2 separate regions of the Pan troglodytes genome follow, and region 1 is linked to region 2. A link is a contact called in public capture Hi-C data. All regions are on one chromosome and are shown on one strand. The core of a region is the stretch at or near the end of the contact, and the rest is flanking DNA. Distances in the headings are between cores, read along the strand shown.

Region 1 (3,591 bases), core at 836-3,335, 220 kb after region 2:
GGAGAATACTGGTGCCTGGTAAGGAGAGAAATCCAGTAAACTGAGGCAGGGGCCAGAAGAGGCTGAGAAGGGACAGGACTCCAAAAGCAGCACTCACCTCTAACCTCTATTCCAAAACCACCCTAGTGGGAAAATCCTGGGCACTCTACCAGTGAGAAGAAAGGGAGTCCATCCTGAAACATAGCTGCACAGGAAAATCACAGGAACCGTTTCTTCGAAGTATAGATTCCTAGGGCTACCTCAGCCTAGCTTGTGGAAATCCTGATGCCCAGGGAGAAGCACAGATTTACTCAATCGGAATCTCTCGGGAGGGCTCAAGCACGAGCATTCCCTTTAAGTCCACTGTATCATTGTACAATCAAGGTTGAGAACCACCGCTTTCAAAAGGCCGGGGGAATCTGTGTGTTGAACGTGTCTCGAGAGATTCTAATGAACCCCAAGTCAGCCCTGCTCTGCTCACGGGTAAATGGGAAACCTTGCTAAAGATAACCCACCCCAAATCAGCAAGTGTCGTCTACAAAACCAGCAAGGGGGCGGGTGCGGTGGCTCAAGCCTGTAATCCCAGCACTTTGAGAGGCCAAGACAGGCAGATCACAAAGTCAGGAGTTCAAGACCAGCCTGGCCAACATGGTGAAACCCCATCTCTACTACAAATACAAAAAATTAGCTGGGCATGGTGGTGCGCGTCTGTAATCCCAGCTACTGGAGAGGCTGAGGCAGGAGAATTGCTTGAACCTGGGAGGCGGAGGTTGCAGTGAGCCGAGATCTCACCACTGCCCTCCAGCCTGGGCAACAGAGCGAGACTCCATCTCAAACAAAAAAACAAACAAACCAGCAAGGGGAATGGCGGGTGCCAGAGACCAGGTCCTGGGGCCATATGGAGAGCTAACAAGGAGAAAAGAGTGGCAAGTGAGTCTCTTCTGGCCCTTTGGCACCTGGGAACAACCAGAGAGCTTGGTTCTCTGGTGGCAGGAGCAGAGCAAGCAAGGGCAGCAGATTTCCATAAGGAAAGTGGCTCCTCCTCCCACGGCTGGGTTTAACACTTTGCTCTTCAGACACTGTGAAGGGCTGAACCCTTGATAGTAAGTATGTTACCAGACTCCACCAATATCTGAACACGGCCTCTAAAGTTAGGGAGTCGGGGGAACTCCTGCACTATATTTCCTAGCTGTGTGCTCTTGAGAAAGTTATCTCGCTTCTCTGAGCTTCTGTTTCTTCAGCTACCATATGCAGATAAATAATAGCACCTTATGTCCTTGTGTGGTTGTGAAATCAAATGAGATCATTGATGCCTGAGGAGCACTTGGAACAGTACCTGGCACACATAAAGATCAGCTAGTAGGCATAGATATATAAATATCCATATGTGTTTATATAAATATGCATCTATAAATATAATTATATACCTCAAATTATACACATAAAATACAGTTGATCCTTGAACAGCACATGCAAGCATTGGGGCATCAATCCTCAAGCAGTCAAACATAATTTTTTTTTTCAACGACAGCGTTCTCGCTTTTGCCCAGTCTGGTCTTGGACTCGGGTACTCAAGCAATCCCCCAACCTCAGCCTTCTGAGTAGCTGGGACTACAGGCTTCCACACCTGAGTATAGCTTTTGGCTCCCCTAAAATTTAACTACCAATAGCCTACTGTTGACTAGAAGCCTTGCAGATAACATAAACAGTGGGTAAACACGTATTTGATGTTATATGTATTATATATTGTACTCTTACAATAAAGGAAGGTAGAGAAAATATTATTAGGAAAATCATAAGAAAGAGAAAGTGTATTTACTATTCATAAATGGAAGTAGATCAGGCATAAAAGCTGAGGAAGAGGGGGAGGAGGGAGAGGAGGGTTGGTCTTGCTGTCCCAGAGTCAGCAGAAAATTCTCGAATAAACGTACTCTCGCAGTTGAACGCCCTGTTGCTCAGGGTCACCTGTATCTGTAAAATGTAATCTTAGTGGAGCGCTGACTATACGCCAGGCACTATTTTAGGCACTTTGCATGCACCTTGTGAGTGGGAGGCCCAGCAGGGCTGACTTGTGAGTTCTGGGACTTTTGGAGAGTCCCTGCGTCCGTCCGTGGGCGGGATCTCCAAGGTGAGGCCGGTGGCCCAGGTTTGGCAAGTTTTCTGCAGCTTTAACACACTCGGCTTCTGAGCCAGATCCTGTCAGGACACCTTCTTCAACCTGCCAAGCGGGGACCCACCCAGGAGTTCCTATTTTTTCCTGATTTGCTCTGAGAAGAGGCCGAAACACCGGGGCACACCCAAGAACGGAGCGGGCTTTCTCCCCATGCGTTAGCCAGGGGGCACGTTTCCCCCGCGGCGGCCGCCCATGGCCGGGCCTTGGCAGAGCTGTCCCTCGAATCCGGGCCGAGCCGGGGCCGGCCCCGAAACCCGCTCTGGGAGGGAAGCCACGCCCGGCCCCAGGAAAGGAGCGACGGGAGGGTCCGCGGGAACGGCCCGGCCCAGGCCCGCAGGCCCTGCCCTGTGTTCCCGGGAGGCGCGGTCTCCTGGCGGCAGGGGAGTCCCGGGAGGGCGCAGGGCGGCGCAGAGCCAGGGATCCCCGAGGGTCAGGGCGAGCCGGCGGCCAGGGCGCGGCCGGGCGGGGAAGCCAGGGGCGGAGGGGGCGCGGTAAGCCCACGGAGGGCTGACTCATCCTCGCGCCGCCCTGACTCACCCGCTGCCGCCCTGGCAGTCCCGTCCTGCCGCGCCCCCTCGCGGCCACGCGCGGAAGCGCAGCCGGGGTGCCCCGCCCCGCCCCGTCCGCGCCCTCCTCGGAGCGCCGAGCTGGCTTTGAGCTCTGGCGAGAAAGCGCCAATCGGCGGCAACCCGGGAATCCAAGGACATATGGGGTGCATTGGAGTATTTTTCCATTTTCTTGTAGATAATGAGGTCTCGCTCTGTCGCCCAGGCTGGAGCGCAGTGGCGCGATGTCGGCTTACTGCAACCTCCACGTCCCAGGCTCAAGCGATCCTCCCGCCTCTGCCTCCTGGGTAGCTGGGACCACAGGGGCGCGCCGCCACACCCGACTAATTGTTTCGTTTTTTGTAGAGGCCGGGTATTGCGGTGTTGTCCAGGCTGGTCTGGAACTTCTGGCCTCAGCCCATCCTTCGGTCTCGGCTCCCAAAGCGCTGGGATTATAGGCATGAGCCACTGCCCCCGCGCCCACTTCTGCTTCTAAAAAATGAGTTTCAGGGCCCTCTCCTGGTACCCCAAGCCAAGGCCAAGTGGGAACTGGAAGCTGGAACAGCCCAACTACCCACCCAGCCTGCAGAGGAGAGACCAGAAATAGCCCTTAGCTTCCAGGGAGATGGCAAGTGACCTGATCCTGCGCCTGGTCGGCAGGCCCTTGAGAGCAGTGGCCTCCTCTGTCTTGCTCTCCACCCGATCCTGACTTGTAAGCCCCGTTTGCCCGCATAGTCCCACAATAGAAATGTACGAAATGAATGGATGGATGAGGGGCTCTGGAGTGCAAGGGAGAAGGAAGCAGGCAGAAAAGCCTTCCTCATCGGGGGGCTTCCTCCTCCACCGTCATCCCCAAGGGACTAAGGTCCTGAATGTGAGTGCCCAGCAGATCCA
Region 2 (3,916 bases), core at 115-2,614:
TCAAAGTGTGGTCTTGAGACCCATAGGGGTCCCTGAGACTTTCAAGGGGTCTGCAAGACCAAAACTACTTTCATAATACTATGAAGACATTATTTGCCTTTTCCCTCCTCATTCTCTTACAAGTATAGAGTGGAATTTTCCAGAGGCCACATGACATGCAATATTGCAAAAGATTGAATGCAGCAGTAGATATGAGAACCCAGCTGTCTCCTATTAAGCCAGCCATTAAAGAAATTTGCAGAAATGTGCAGCAGTGGTATTATTCTTGTTGCTTATTTTTGTTCTGGCAAACAGTTACTTTTCCCCAAAACAGTGATATTTATATTAATGTGTAGTGGGTTTATTATTATAATTTTTGAATGAGTTAATAAATACATATTTTAAATGTCTCTAATTTAATTTCTAATCTGATAAATACCAATAAATATAATCCTCCTACAAGATCTTGAGGTCCTCAATAATTTTTAAGAGTGTAAAGGCATTCAAGACCAAAAAGCGAGAACCACTTTTTGTTCTGATGGGAAAGGCATGAGGCAGAGAACTAATCCTCGCTCTGCCATGACAGGGTTGGTGGGGGTCAGAGTGGGATCAGTCCTCTGATCAGAGGAGTCTATCCTAGCCCTGGAAGTTCTGGAGTGCTGCACCATCCCTCCACTTCCTGTGCCCTGGTTGCCTCATTTATAAAATGGCAGTAATATTTGCACTGTCCACCTGCCAGGGTCATTTCCAGAGAAACAGTGTTGATGGAGGCCCAGTGAAAAGTATGGATTGCTATCCAGTGTGATTCCAGGACCACCAAGAACAAGAGGAAGTGGCCCACACATGCAGAGTCCCAGTGTCCAGGGGAAGAATCTGGTGGTTTCCTGAGCAACCTTTCCCTGGCAGGCTTTCTCTTAGCTGAGAGTGCCAATCTGGCTCTTCCCTTACTGCCCACAGTGGGCACCCAGGGAGACACCCCTGCTCCCGGGCCTTGTTTCAGCCGGGAGATTGGACAGCAAACCTGCTCCCTCCCCAGCCCCACAAGAGCCCACCCCAGTCTAGAGGCCCTTGGGATAGCAGAGCCCAGCAGGAAGAATCCCCAGGGCCAAGAAGGGGCATCCAGAAAACAAACACCAGCCTCATAAACAAGAGAGGCCTGTTTCTCGCTCTGGGGGTGTAGGCCATGAGGAGAAAGGAATTCTTCTCCCACCACACAAAGCCATTCTACCCAGAGCACAAGGGGTACTTTGTAAGGGTTGGGCCGCAGGGAGCCAGTACCCCGTGAGGGGACCTACCTTCACCAGCAGCCTCCCGCGGCCATCCCAGTCCATCTGCAGGTCCTCCCCGTAGCTGAGGCGCACGGAGGCCGTCACTGTATGCTGGATGCGGAGGTCACCTGGAACCCAGCAGGACAGGACTCAGGCAGAGGTGGGGAGAGGACAGTGTGGTGGCAGGCAGATGTATTTGGGAGGAAATGGGGTGTCTCAAAAGGACGGTAGCACGAAGAGCAATGACTTAGGGGCAGACAGGGTGGCCACGAGGTTTAAGGGGGTGTCAGGAGGAAGGGTGATCAAGGTGGACAGAGCGCAAATAGGGTCCCCCAGGAAGAAGCCTCTGCACCCCCGCTATGACCTGCCATTCCCCCTACTGCCACAGGAGGGAGGCAGAGGCTCCTGCATCCTGGGCTGTAGGCAGGTGCCCTGGAGCAGAGGGAGATCTCTTTAGCATTGACACCACGACACCTGAATGTGCCTGGGACACTCTGCCACTGCACACCACCTCATGTCTGAGCGATGCTGTGTACAACACTGAATACAGCAATTGTTGCTTCTGTGGGAAGGTGGCCACAGATAGGAGCATACCCCTTGCCCTGGGGGAACAAACATATCTTATAAGAAGACACACAGCATAACACCCATGGACGTGCTGGGTACCCACTAGCCCAAGTTCATCCGCTGTGTGCAATGCTAGGATAATGGGCGACAAAGTGGCCAGCAGTTGTGGAGAAGAAGGAAGAGTCTGAGAGCCACTTTGAGTGTGAAGTTTGGGAGCTTTACCATGCAAAAGCAGGTTTGCTTTGACAGGCACAGTGCAACCCGGGTGAAGATACTGGACAGGTAGGTTTTTTGCTACCTCTAGACAGGCCAGAGGGTCACCTGGCCTCGCCCCAAGTGGCATCCTCTGGTGTGACATCACCAGCCACCCCCGATCTCTCAGCATCAGCCTCTGCCCCTGTCCCACCTCAGAGCAAACCAGAACCACCTGCCCAAGACTCAACTCGCCCCTTTGGTTCAAGCCAAATAAAAATCCTCTCGGTTCCCTTTTCCCATCTACACTCTGTCCCAGGCCTAGAGCAACCTCTTCATCTATAGGCTTCCTTCTCTAGTCTTCCTCCTCCAGGAAGCCTTCCTTTCTGGGAGGGATGCATGCCAAGCACCCCACCCTGCCCTCCAAAGATAACTCTCCATCACATTCCCATGGAAGACGCATGCAGGTCCTTAAGGACAGTGGCCAGGGCTGAGAAGGAGGGTGCTAAGGGATGGGCTGTGCCAGCCCCAGGCCTGATGGAGCAGGACGAAGCATACCTTTCAGGAGGGGGAGCTGGACGTCCTGGCCATCCATGGCAACTCCTGCCCCATGCTTCAGTTTCACTAGGCTGTTGTGCAGGCCACGCAGCCGGACGGTGACGGAGCGGGTGCACACAGCGTCGCGGTCATCAGCACACTGCCAAGAGGGAACACAGGGTGACTTTGCTGCACCCCCTGCCTATCCAGCTCCCCAGCCCAGGACCCTCTTAATCAGAGAAAGGCCTCAACCCGAGAGCCTCTGGCCTTCTCATAACCTACAACTCCATTCTCCCAGAATACTCCATGTGAATGGGGCCCCCTAGAGTTGTGCAGCAAGAAGGCTTGCTAAGTGCATCCTTGCACACGCCTTTTCCCAGCCTGGCCCAGTCTCTTATAAAGAACCATGGGCCTCTGCTTCATCGTGTTCCTTGGACCTACTGTTCCAAAGAGAATCAAAGACTTTGATCCTCAAGGAAAGCCCTGTGCATTCTCTTCGTCCTCATCTTTGCTTCCATCCCTACAGAAAGGAAGCCACACATGTACCACAGAGTTCAGAACAGAAGACCAGCCCTCTTTGCCCCCACCCCAGCCATCCCCAGCTCCAAACATCAGAGGGTTAGTTATGGGGGCAACAGGCTAGACCCAAGCAGGATGCGTCCACTGGGTGGGGAGCTGAGCCAGCCCTGAGGAGGCATTATTGTCAGGGCAGGATGCCTTCCGCCAGCATCTAGGGAGAGAGGGGATGGGCTGGGTTTCTGGATGAATGAGGAGCTAACTGAAGTCTGGAAGAGACCTCCCTCATGCACAGAAAGCAATGCCCCACGCCTTCCAGGGGCTGCCCATTCAGCCTAGCAGCTATGCAGCACCTTGGGCTACCACCCGACCAGCAGCCGGGCTGGCAAAGCTCACCTGGACAGTCTCAATGACAATGGAGAAGGAGTGGTCCTGGCAATCCCGGGCCAGCAGGTACTGGCAGATCCCACTGAAGGTGAAGTATCTGTTGTCAAAGCTCTTGAAGTGGGATTGACCTGTGACAAGGCACTCCCCTGGAGAGACACAGAGGAAGGGAGAAGAATGGGAGGTGAGGGCACTTCCCCTGGGGTGGCCAAGGTGGAATGCATATGCAAGCAGGGTGCCCTCTCCCCAAAACTGCATGGACGTCCTTTGCCCAAACCAGTCTAAAAACAAGTTCTACGAGAAAATTCGGTTCCTGCTCCTAAAACTGCAAGATGTCAGAGCTGGGTCATTCAGGTCGAGGCCTCATTTTACAGATGGGGCAACTAAGGAAGGTGACAGAGCCACACTCAGTCAGTGGTGGAACCACGCAGGAACCCACGCTCCTGCTTCCAGGCTCCCTGCAGCCTCCCCTC

What was found. Capture Hi-C pulls out chosen DNA fragments and counts their contacts.
Region 1: a capture Hi-C map of stem cell-derived neural stem cells shows a contact between it and region 2, with 6 times the contacts expected there. The contact joins two enhancer-like sites. A contact is called at or near these places in 5 of 7 Hi-C or Micro-C datasets (blood, induced pluripotent stem cells, a lymphoblastoid cell line and 1 more), 1 of 1 datasets of contacts at active chromatin or transcription factors (stem cell-derived excitatory neurons) and 1 of 1 other capture datasets (stem cell-derived neural stem cells).

Annotation. Positions count from the first base shown.
Region 1 is chr10:13,456,471-13,460,061 of NHGRI_mPanTro3-v2.0_pri, forward strand. The region is part of intron 2 of LOC107967418 (a long non-coding RNA gene); the gene reads right to left. Among named protein-coding and RNA genes, the nearest start is that of PLEKHG6, 34 kb to the right of the region's middle. Within about 2 kb of position 2,086, at least 14 of the 24 cell types and tissues checked have an H3K27ac peak or open chromatin away from gene starts, as enhancers often do. A contact at or near this core is called in stem cell-derived neural stem cells, where this site is marked.
Region 2 is chr10:13,236,402-13,240,317 of NHGRI_mPanTro3-v2.0_pri, forward strand. VWF (von Willebrand factor) reads right to left here. Exons shown (of 52, transcript XM_001160508.8): 11 at 3,456-3,592; 12 at 2,565-2,703; 13 at 1,275-1,375. Among named protein-coding and RNA genes, the nearest start is that of VWF, 61 kb to the right of the region's middle. Within about 2 kb of position 1,365, at least 8 of the 24 cell types and tissues checked have an H3K27ac peak or open chromatin away from gene starts, as enhancers often do. A contact at or near this core is called in stem cell-derived neural stem cells, where this site is marked.